Linked DNA regions of Triticum aestivum: region 2 is linked to region 1. The links are chromatin contacts, called in public Hi-C maps. All regions are on one chromosome and are shown on one strand. Each heading gives the region's core, a stretch centred on a gene start, on an enhancer-like site or on the middle of the called end of the contact. The rest is flanking DNA. Distances are from core to core; before and after follow the strand shown. Region 1 holds the start of LOC123080112 (protein TRIGALACTOSYLDIACYLGLYCEROL 5, chloroplastic). Region 2 holds the start of LOC123080115 (putative esterase/lipase HI_0193).

Region 1 (5,483 bases), core at 326-2,825:
GTTAAACAATGCCCACAGTCAACATATGCAGAACCAGTCGTGTTATGGTGTTCAGAGTCATAGGCTAAATAATTCGTTCTCCCCAAAGGTATTCCCTCCACATGAACCTTGATGTATTTAGAAAGCCAATATCATCTTGTATTTTGTTACAACTAACACAACTGATTAAAGTGGGAGGCACAACTAGGAGCAGGCGCTTGTGGCAATATTTGCAGTGTTGCAGATATTTATCAAGGGGGGAGCAAAATGTACTTTGATGCATAGAAAGATGCAACCTAATATAGCGCAGATGACTTCAAGCATCCATGTGCATATCTAACAGCCGTATCTTACTGCTTGAATTAGAAATATTGACTTCAGAGAAATCTCGATCACCAGTACTTGTTTATTTGTTTTAATCTTTTAGACTTTGGAAAGTTATATTAGTAGCTGCCTCCATTTCGAGTGGTCTACTGAGCTCTGCTACTTATTGGCTCACCAACATTCTCGAATATTAACTGCAAATTCCTCTTTAGATAAGCTTCAGAATGACATTCAAAGTGCACAAATATTTGCAGGAAGCCTTTTCGTTCGCAAGCCTATCATTTAGAATATACTACCATACTCCTACTATTCAGGCATTCCATAAAGGTATTGCGTGCTTGTCCAAAAAAGACACAGATATTCTGCAGAACTAGTCATCCACACAATCCCAAGCAAATAATTACTCATCCACACTTTGCTGCGGCTGGGAAGGGGCTAGATTGCTAGTAACCCCTATAGCATTGCACGGTGGCACACACACTTCCACGGTAATCTATGAAGTGGGTTGAACACAGATTTTGACAGGAATTCAACAGCATGGGAATCATCCAGAACCCAATATTCCATACATACAGACCTAAATTATCGCACCTGAGTTACCTGAACCCTGCAGTCTTCCCACTCCAAAAGCTGCTGACAACATGCGACTGATTAGAAGTGCAGGATACGTTTGTAGGGTTCAAACAAGTAATGGTCTCGAATCGAATTACTCGAATTAGCTACCCTGATCCTGACGGGTCCCGAATCCCCGCACACTATTCGCCACTGACGGCACCAAACATCCAAACTAAACACGGGCAGCCTAGTCGGTGGCAGGCAAACATGTGTCCATGCCCATCGCCAAGTCAATCCAGGTCAACGGAGAGAGGAGGCGGCAGAACAAGCCTAGGTACGTACCGCCGATGAGGCCGACCCCGACGCCGACGCCGCAGCCGGCGCCGATGCCGAAGGAGGGGCCCAGCTTGCCGAGCGCGTCCGACCTCACCATCGGAAGGCCCCACCTGGAAGAGCCCCTCCTGCCGCCGCCGTATGCCATCTCTCTCCCTCGCTCGCCCCGTGCGCGCTCCGAAGGTTCGGGAGGGTTCGATATCTCTTCTTCTCTCTCAGCGACTGGGGACTGGGGTGGGGAGGAGGGGGGACGGGGATGAGAGTGACGGCTGAACGGGTCCGTCTGGCCGCGCCTCGCCGCCCGATCAGCCTCGTGATCCGTGTAGGCGCCGGGTTTGCGCAACCGCACCAAGGTTTGCGCTTGTCGTTAGGAGGCCGCTGCGGCGCTGCGACATCCACCTTTCTTTCTCTTCAAAACTGCCCAGCTGAGACTTCAGACCCTCCGTGTGTGGTGTGAGCCATTTTTTAGCACCATTGACCTGAAGATTCATGTTCCATAAACGTTCATATGATAGTGATCATGAAAGGTGCTCCCTCCGTTCCATAATTCTTGTCATGGTTTTAGTTCAAATTTGAATCGTACAGCTTTCCCGAAGAAATCATTCGAGTCCTGTAGATACTGCAGGACAAACATCAGGATGTTTTACAGACAATGCTTGAAAGTTGAAACCTGTACAGGTGCTACTGGGCAAACTGCGCCTGCTTATTATAACTGTGAGGAGGTTGATTGGTGTGTACACCTTTGCCAACAACTATAAGCTAGCCCGCCGGGTTGGGGGGCACCAGAAGGGAAGAATGAGAAACATGTTGCTTATAGCAGGATGGTTGCTCAATCAAAAGGCAACTCCTGTTTACATCAACAATTACAACAAATGGCGCGCCGGCCGGATCTCTGCTCGTCGGACCTCACCGCAAACTTTAAATAGATCACAGGAAAATTGGTTAAATTGACTGGGTGTGAGTGGAGGACATTTTACATAATATACGGTGTCTGTAAGGTTAATCACAAGCTAACAATTCTTGACAGCATGTACGCGTCTTCGAGCTCCCCCGCCAAAGCCTCGTTAGTTTCCTGCAAGTTAAGAGCAGGCATTAGAGGAGGCAGTGCAAGTTGAGAGCTATTTTCTCCATTTCAATTTTAAAGAGAAAACATATTGTGCTGATAGCATGTGACACAATAGGGTAACTTTTCTGTGTTTCACAAACCGAGTACCATACCGGTGAATTTGGAATGTTATTTCTTATTATGTACTGCGCCAATGCGCCGTCCCCCCGAAGAATTTTAGCCCCGCACCCAGGCCTGTCGACGGAACCAATGGCCTCCTCGTCCACCACAACAGCATCTACTCGCTCATTTCCAGCTTTCTCGTCAGGGATCTGTTTACGAAGAATGTCAGAACGTATGCCTCGATTTTGCAGCGTTCATTACAGAAAACTGCAAGCAGCTACCTCGTACATGGCCTCCAGTAGAATGGTCTCTAAGAGGGCTCTTAGACCACGTGCACCAGTGTTTTTGACTATGGCCTTCTTTGCTACTATTCTCAGTGCACCATCAGTAAAGTGCAGCTTAACCTGAAGAATCGGGGAAAAGGGAATGTTAGAAATTAGCGCAAAGAAGCAAGTCTATAATCACTTCCAAGTTTTAGTGCACTCACATTGTTCAGGCTAAACATTTTCCTGTATTGTCTTGAAAGTGAATTCTTTGGTTCTGTAAGAACCTGAATGCAGATCAAATCACTTCAGTTAGCTTCAGCAGGCTAGCCATATGAAAATCGTGCAAGAACTTATACAGACGTCGGATCATTTAGTTTATGTGAAAGGGAAGAACAGAACATGATTCTGAATGAAGGAGGACATCAAAGGCTTAAACCAGCAACTTCATGTGGATACTCAAATAAGAATACATAACATTTTACCTGAACAAGCTGATCTTCATCGAGAGCTGCCAAACTAACTAGAATGGGCAGGCGTCCAATGAACTCTGGTATTAGGCCAAACTTTGCAAGATCTCCACTCTCAACCTGCCAATCGGCATGGAATTTTATGTTCAGGATTATGTGAAGAATATTTTTGTGAGATAAAAGGCTGCTCCAATTACTGAGGAAATGATCAGAGCATCACAGGCGCTGTCGATAAATCAATCAGTAGATATTGAAATGCTTACAGATTCTAACAAAGATGACGTGACCGTTGGACTGGTCACTCCTGAACTTCTCATGTTTGTACGAATGGGTGCCCCAAATCCTATAGATGAATCTTGTCGTCTGCTTTATGTAAGAAGTCGGAGTTAAATTCCAATCCTCGTGGAGATCACAAGTATGAACTTAAAATGTTTGCAAAATAAATCATTTCTATAATCATAAAGTCTGCAGTACCTTTCAGAAATAGTCTTCTCCAAATCTACAAAAGCACCACCACATATGAAAAGAATGTCTTTGGTGTCTATCTGCATTAGAATAAGATTTGTTACAGGCTTAAAATGCTCCTAATGAGCAAAGTAGCTGAGAAACAAAAATATCATACTCTTGGACATTTCCTCCACAGTCCCGTGGATCAATGCTATTACCATCAACAGGCAGCCTTTATAAAATAGTCAATAACTGTAGCCAGTTCTACTCTAACCAAGAGCATGGTGGCCTTTTAGTTGTGAAAACATTCTTTCTGTTTCTAAGTTCACTATTTAGTTAAGTGGAGTGTCCTTTGCACACATAAAAATATCCATTTGAAACTCTTTTATTCAATGCAATTAATTCTCAATCCATATGATACTAGATGTATATATGATACTGAACATATTTTTTTAAGCACCAAGTAGGGATATAACCTGTATACTATCATTGCGAGAATTTTTCCGAGATCCCTTTTCAGGAATGGTAACAACCTGTGTACAAAGCATAACTAAGTTAATACCCAACATACAACATACTGCAGTAGCTCATAGCAAAACCAAAAAAAGTAATAATCAAAGTAACGCAGTATCACCAGATTTTAGACACTAATGGTTTGATTACTCCAGCTATGAGAACAAAAAGAAGAATACCAATAATAAGTGAGATCACTTACAGTTCCCTCTAGGATTTTTAACAAAGCCTGTTGAACACCTTCACCAGATACATCTCTACTAACATTTGCACTCTCTGCCTGCAATGTAGTTATTGTTTACAAACTTCCCAGCTAAAAAGCTACTCAGCAAAAGGGAGAAAAAAGTCGGTACCTTCTTTGTTATTTTATCTACTTCATCTATGTACACTATCCCTTGCTGGGCAGCTTGAACATTATATTCGGCCTCCTGAAAATAAATTCGGAATGTCAGAAGGGCCAACAAATCTTAAATTTCTTTCCAAACAACAACGTGAGCACATGCAAAGGTAAGGCATTAAATAGTGAGCCACACATACCACTAGTAACTTCTGCAGTATCGACTCTACATCTTCACCTACATATCCAGCCTGCAAATTGCTGTCAAATTTAGTAATGAAATACCAGTTCACTGTGTAGAAATCTACTACGATATAAACTCTTGACAAAAATACTTAGCGGAGAAACTCGGAACTCAAAAGTTAAGCAGATTATAAGATAGGGGAGTATTGGTTGAAGTGTGAATTCTAGTGAAAGCACACAATTAGAGTCTAAGAGCAGAGCAACTATGTTAATCATTGAGCATTCATGAATAGATCGAATGGATTTAAGTAGGAATCTTCTCAGACAGTTCCCCAAACAACGTGACAGTGAAGTGGTGATGCCCTTGCCTGTGTTAATGATGTCGCATCAGCTATAACGAATGGTACATTTACAATGCGTGCTAATGTTTTTGCAAGCAATGTTTTTCCTGTCAGCAGATAGCACGAAGAAAGATATCAGTGTCAGCTCCAACTTATAATAAATCTCGTTATACATGTATATTGTATCATGTGAAAATGCTAGTTAGAAACGTGGAAGATTAAAATAAAAAAGCTGACCTGAGCCAGTTGGACCCATCAGAAGTACATTGCTTTTATCTATCTCTACATTATCGTGATCAGCATTTGCAGCGTCTGGACACCCAGAATTGTCCGCAGATCTAGATAGAACAACATCACAAATATGCCATTTAAAAGCCAGAACATGGCAATTAACAACTACTGGGAGTACATTTGAAACACAACCCGTTGAATTAATACATTACCAATGTGTAAAAATACTTCAGCATTTGTCTTTCATGATTTGCTGATGTGGAGATATGATAAAAAGGCTAGACTGAGGCAGGTAGTTACAGGACAGAGACTAACCCTTTCTGTACAGTTGCGTTATAT
Region 2 (5,810 bases), core at 623-3,122, 390 kb before region 1:
TCTCGTGTCTATGGCAGCCCCAAATACCTCAAGTATATATAGGGGAAGGGGAGGGGCTGCGCCCCCATCTAGGGTTCCCTCCCCAGGGGTGGCGGTAGCCCCCAAACCCATCTAGGGTGCGGCCAAGGGGAGGAGAGGGGGGGCGCCACTAGGGTGGGCCTTAAGGCCCATCTGGACCTAGGGTTTGCCCCCCTCCCACTCTCCCATACGCCTTGGGCCTTGGTGGGGGGGCGCACCAGCCCACCTGGGGCTGGTCCCCTCCCACACTTGGCCCACGCAGCCTTCTGGGGCTGGTGGCCCCACTTGGTGGACCCCCGGGGCCCTCCCGGTGGTCCCGGTACATTACCGATATCACCCGAAACTTTTCCGGTGACCAAAACAGGACTTCCCATATATAAATCTTTACCTCCGGACCATTCCGGAACTCCTCGTGACGCCCGGGATCTCATCCGGGACTCCGAACAACATTAGGTAACCACGTATCTCTATTCCCTATAACCCTAGCGTAATTGAACCTTAAGCGTGTAGACCCTACGGGTTCGGGAACCATGCAGACATGACCGAGACGTTCTCTGGTCAATAACCAACAGCGGGATCTGGATACCCATGTTGGCTCCCACATGTTCCACAATGATCTCATCGGATGAACCACGATGTCGGGGATTCAATCAATCCCGTATGCAATTCCCTTTGTCTATCGGTATGTTACTTGCCCGAGATTCGATCGTCGGTATCCGATACCTTGTTCAATCTCGTTACCGGCAAGTCTCTTTACTCGTTCCGTAACTCACATCATCCCGTGATCAACTCCTTGGTCACATTGTGCACATTATGATGATGTCCTACCGAGTGGGCCTAGAGATACCTCTCCGTTTACACGGAGTGAGAAATCCCAGTCTCGATTCGTGCCAACCCAGCAGACACTTTTGGAGATACCTGTAGTGCACCTTCATAGCCACCCAGTTACGTTGTGACGTTTGGTACACCCAAAGCATTCCTACGGTATCCGGGAGTTGCACAATCTCATGGTCTAAGGAAATGATACTTGACATTAGAAAAGCTCTGAGCAAACGAACTACACGATCTTGTGCTAGGCTTAGGATTGGGTCTTGTCCATCACATCATTCTCCTAATGATGTGATCCCGTTATCAACGACATCCAATGTCCATGGTCAGGAAACCGTAACCATCTATTGATCAACGAGCTAGTCAACTAGAGGCTTACTAGGGACATGGTGTTGTCTATGTATCCACACATGTATCTGAGTTTCCTATCAATACAATTGTAGCATGGATAATAAACGATTATCATGAATAAGGAAATATAATAATAACCAATTTATTATTGCCTCTAGGGCATATTTCCAACAGGTGGTGGCGGAGGTTGTCACCGCGGTGAGCCAGCTCGGCATGCTCGGCGATGAGCTCATCCATGGGATGCGAGACGGGATGAGGTGGGTGGATCGGCCTGGCGAGATTTACTCGCATCAGACATGGTAAGGTGGTTGTGGATGGGAGGCAAGCGAGATTTTCTCGAAGTGGATCAATACATGCGTTTAATTGGTGGGGTCAGAGAATCACTACACCGTTGGATTAAAGAAGAATCAACGTTGCATGACCGGTCTGACGAGAAAATTTTGTCAGACTACTGATAAAGAGCGTTTCCCATTAACATATGCATGTTACTAGTGTAAGTTACTACCCATTGTGACTAGTCTTACAGTAGAGGACTGATCTAAAAAAATACAGCAAAGGACCCACCGTCAGCGACGGAAGGGGACGCCAGGTGGTCACCTACCCCACACGGCAGCCTCTCTCCCGCTCCTTGGGTTCTCCGCCTCTAGCTTTTTCTTCGCCCACGGCGGAATAAACAAAAACGATTAATTCGTTTATTGTGGTGACGCGGCAAGCCCACGGACACACCAACAATTCGCCCCTCTCGGTGCTCCCACCCCCACTACTCGCCGGTGATCTGATGGCGGCGGCCGGCGCACCGCCGCCGCGCGCCCTATCCGCGGAGCTGAGGAGGGCTCCGCTCGCCGCGGGCCTCGCGCCGCCGCGGCAGGGGACCAGGGCTCGCGCGTCGTGGCCCCTCCCCCGCCAGGTACTGTTCTTCAGCTGGTTTCGGTGGTCGAATCGTCCTTAATTAGGTTATTACTGGGCCAGTTCGTAGTCCCAGGGGCCGGTGCGCCGTGGAGCTACGGGTACTCGCACTGTCGGCTCGCGTTGCCTATCTGACTGTAGCTAGATGCGAGATTTTGGTGCAATTTTGAGGGCGTGAGGATATACGGCGGCGGGTGGCGATGGACGCAATGTAGATGCGATCAGGGGCAACTGAAGGAATGCGTTTCTGCTTCAAGTGATAGATGCCACATTTCTTACTGTGTGACATATCAATGTCTAGGTTTACTCCATATCCCTGTTTGTGATTGTTCACTACCGCACTAGAGGGTTTAAAATTGCTTGTGTTGATCGAACCTTTTTCATGGACCTCACTGTTTTTATTGTCCGAGAAAACTCAAAAGCCATCTTGACGCGTTGATTATGGCCCTTACCGATATGATTTTTGTGTAATTTTAGTTGTCCATGGCCTATTTAGCGTAGGAGTGAATAATGATACTTGGTAGCTGCAATCTGTGCCGTTGCCATGGCATGCTTAGTAACCAAACAAAATACACGATGAAGTAGGGAACTGCTAAATCAACTTGTAAAAGCAACTAATATTCATAATGTGGAACCTGCATGATCTGTTAATTTGTGCAGCAACTGCTAATTTAACTATCAATTTCTTGCATTTTCACAGACGTTCTGAAATTCAAATCGCGGTTATACAATTTCATTGTTCTGGTTAGATAATGGTTAATTTCTGAACTACACCAACATTCTGAACTTTAATTATGATCTTATGTTTTGTATTGTTAGGAAACTGTTTGTAGTCGTGGCCGGTTGATATCGACCATGTCTAGTTCAAGGTCATTGGCGTGCTCTCCTTGTCGTTGCGCTCAGGTGGCTTTGGCTGACGCAGAGATTGCTTATCAGCCTGAGGCTGAGAAGCATGCTGGAGTTCTGGTAAGGAAGCTTGAAGCTTTGAAATAGTGTGATTAATGGTTCTCACCCAATCCTGATTAATGATTTCTATTCTTTCCCTACAGGCCTATGAACTGGTTCAAGGGAACCTTGTAAGTGTTGCATTCACGTCAGTGATTTATCACTGGTTGTCAAATTGTGTTATATACCCTCCGTCCCAAAAAGCTTGTCTTAGATTTATCTAGAAACGGATGTCTAAGATAAGCTTTTTGGGACGGAGGTAATACTATAATTAGTTGCTTGAAATGTTCTGACGCAATTCAAGTTATTCATAAACATTACCTCAGGTACAATGGAACTCTTTTATGGACAAATCAATACCTGATCCACCAACAGCTGTACTCCTTCATGGCATCCTTGGGAGCGGGAAAAACTGGGGTAAATGAGCATTCTGATTGTCTGAGTTGCGATTTCGGTTCAATTTTACAAATCAGTGAAATGCTTTGACATGTTCTAAAGAAGTTTTGGCTCAATAAAGGATATGAGGTTATATTTAATTAATTATATTTGTCATGAAGGGTCGTTTGCAAAGAGGTTAGCTCAGGAATTTCCAATGTGGCAGGTCAGTACATCTAAAATTCTGCTAATGATCTGAACAACTTCACACTACGGCACCAAAAAAGAAAACTGAATCTGACTTATCTTCCTGAAGTTTCTTTTGGTTGATTTGCGTTGCCACGGTGACTCGGCATCAATTAAGAAAAGAGGATCACACACTGTTGCTTCCACTGCTTTTGACGTTCTAAAGCTGGTTTGTATTTTCTTCTCATAGCTAATTTCTATTTTATCTTCTAATGTCTACACTAAATGTGTTTGGTACACCCAGTATGATTATAAATTTACTATGTAGCTTATTTGGAAGAACATCGTAAAAGAGTGAAAGACTACAAATATTTCTGAGTAATATCTGTCTATATGTGTGTTGTGCATCTAGCTTTATACACTGTGAGGTAGGCACCATTTCAAAGTGCTTAGCGACTTATTAGCATACCTGGCTTTTGATGCCACAGTATATATGTTAACTAGCTTACTTATGGACATTACTTATGACTAGTGAAGCTGTAAGAAACATGGTAACATCACATGTGGATCATATGTTTTTTCTGAAGTATGACTATATGATATAGAATACAGATTAATCTCTGCTGATTTGGAGTAATTGCCATGAAGTGCATGAAGCTGTTGCAAGCAATGCACCTGCTTAAATCGTATTTATTACTGTGTTTTATTTCTCAGTGGAAAATATCTAAGTAGTGTTCACCTTTCACTTTCAGTTCACCTGCCATTTCTTTTATATATCTTACTTATTACCCAATGCTAACTTGTCTAAATACAACAGATAGGGCAACTCAGGTTGTCTCCTCGAGTGTTGGTTGGTCACAGCTTTGGTGGAAAAGGTTTTTCCTGTTCCTTTTTCATCTTCTTATCTGACATGCCATGCACTTCCATAACTGTCCAGCTACCTAATTGTGCTTGCAGTGGCTTTGAGTATGGTAGATCAAGCTGCAAAACCACTTGCCCGTCCTGTCAGGGTAAGCTTAACTACCTTTTCCGTGTTATATGAGTGTGGCAATAATGGAATGCCAACTATTATTAATTATATTTTGAGCTAAATTTCTTATGTGTATTCTGTTCCTTGAAGGTATGGGTTCTTGATGCTACTCCTGGCAAAGTTCGTTCTGGGCTAGATGGCGAAGATCATCCCGTTGAACTTATTGATTTCCTCAGAAGAATGCCTGTGCAGGTTGGCCTTTTAGAACTATCTATGCTTTTATACCGTGGAAGTACATTCTAGTTCTAGTCTGGAAAAGCGTCTTCTTTATGATTCATTATTTGTGTTTTGCCATTGAAAATCCAGGTTAATTCAAAGCAGGAAGTTGTTGATGCTCTAGTTAAAGCAAAGTTTTCTGTGGATGTTGCACGGGTATGCTTGTACATCACCCTTTTGCTGAGATGCCGTTGCTAATTTACTTGATTTTACTGGTCTAAAAGAGCCGCTTGATTTCACTTTATCCAATGAAACAAAAGGCATTTCAGTTCTTTGTTGATTCCTTGTGCAGTGGGTGGCAACAAATCTCCGACGGAGCAGCCCATCAGGATCACGATCTTCTCCAAGCTACTCATGGATATTCAACTTAAATGGCATCTCTGAGATGTACAAGTCATATGAAGATACTAACCTATGGTAAATAATCACCAGTGCCTGCCGAACAATATAAAGTCTGCGAACTGTCGAAGCTAACTGAATGCTTCATGCAGGAGGATTGTAGAGAATGTACCACGCGGGGTACACATTAATTTTCTCAAGGCCGAAAGAAGTTTGCATAGATGGGCTCTTGAAGACCTTCAGAGAATTCATACTGCGGAGGAGGTGGCTGCGGATGAGGCTGGAGGAGTTGAAATGCATGTGCTCGAAGATGCTGGACACTGGGTATGTATGCTGCCTCCCTGTAATCAAGTTTTTTTTTAACTGGGCTATCACCCTTTCCATTACGTAGCATAACGGAAATACAACAGTTTGAAGGCAGGAGACAATAAAGGGGGGAGCGAGTCCAATGCACTGCCAGGAAACCCACCCCGCACGCTCACAATTGAAACATGCACTATGAGGCGAAAACCTGACAGCACCAACTAGGCAACTACAGGAACTATCCAGTAAACCATATAAAGCAGTAGCATATAAGCTCATCCCAAACACAGCTAGAAAACACTGTAGTAAACTA

What was found. A called contact is a pair of places that touch in the nucleus more often than the background predicts.
Region 2: a Hi-C map of leaf shows a contact between it and region 1, with 3 times the contacts expected there. The contact joins the promoter of LOC123080115 here to the promoter of LOC123080112 in region 1. A contact is called at or near these places in 2 of 5 Hi-C or Micro-C datasets (both in leaf) and 1 of 1 datasets of contacts at active chromatin or transcription factors (leaf).

What each region holds. Positions count from the first base shown.
Region 1 is chr3D:514,933,726-514,939,208 of IWGSC CS RefSeq v2.1, reverse strand. LOC123080112 (protein TRIGALACTOSYLDIACYLGLYCEROL 5, chloroplastic) reads right to left here and starts at 1,575. Exons shown (of 5, transcript XM_044502990.1): 1 at 1,201-1,575; 2 at 895-933. The coding sequence starts at 1,339. It overlaps LOC123080111 (CLP protease regulatory subunit CLPX1, mitochondrial), which reads right to left. Exons shown (of 15, transcript XM_044502989.1): 2 at 5,460-5,483; 3 at 5,151-5,251; 4 at 4,941-5,020; 5 at 4,590-4,640; 6 at 4,406-4,480; 7 at 4,255-4,332; 8 at 4,016-4,072; 9 at 3,567-3,637; 10 at 3,356-3,455; 11 at 3,108-3,212; 12 at 2,847-2,909; 13 at 2,641-2,763; 14 at 2,410-2,568; 15 at 1,848-2,263. The coding sequence ends at 2,195.
Region 2 is chr3D:515,324,235-515,330,044 of IWGSC CS RefSeq v2.1, reverse strand. LOC123080115 (putative esterase/lipase HI_0193) reads left to right here and starts at 1,872. Exons shown (of 13, transcript XM_044502996.1): 1 at 1,872-2,104; 2 at 2,923-3,069; 3 at 3,153-3,179; 4 at 3,375-3,465; 5 at 3,606-3,649; 6 at 3,740-3,838; 7 at 4,427-4,484; 8 at 4,567-4,619; 9 at 4,730-4,831; 10 at 4,946-5,011; 11 at 5,148-5,272; 12 at 5,347-5,518. The coding sequence starts at 1,976.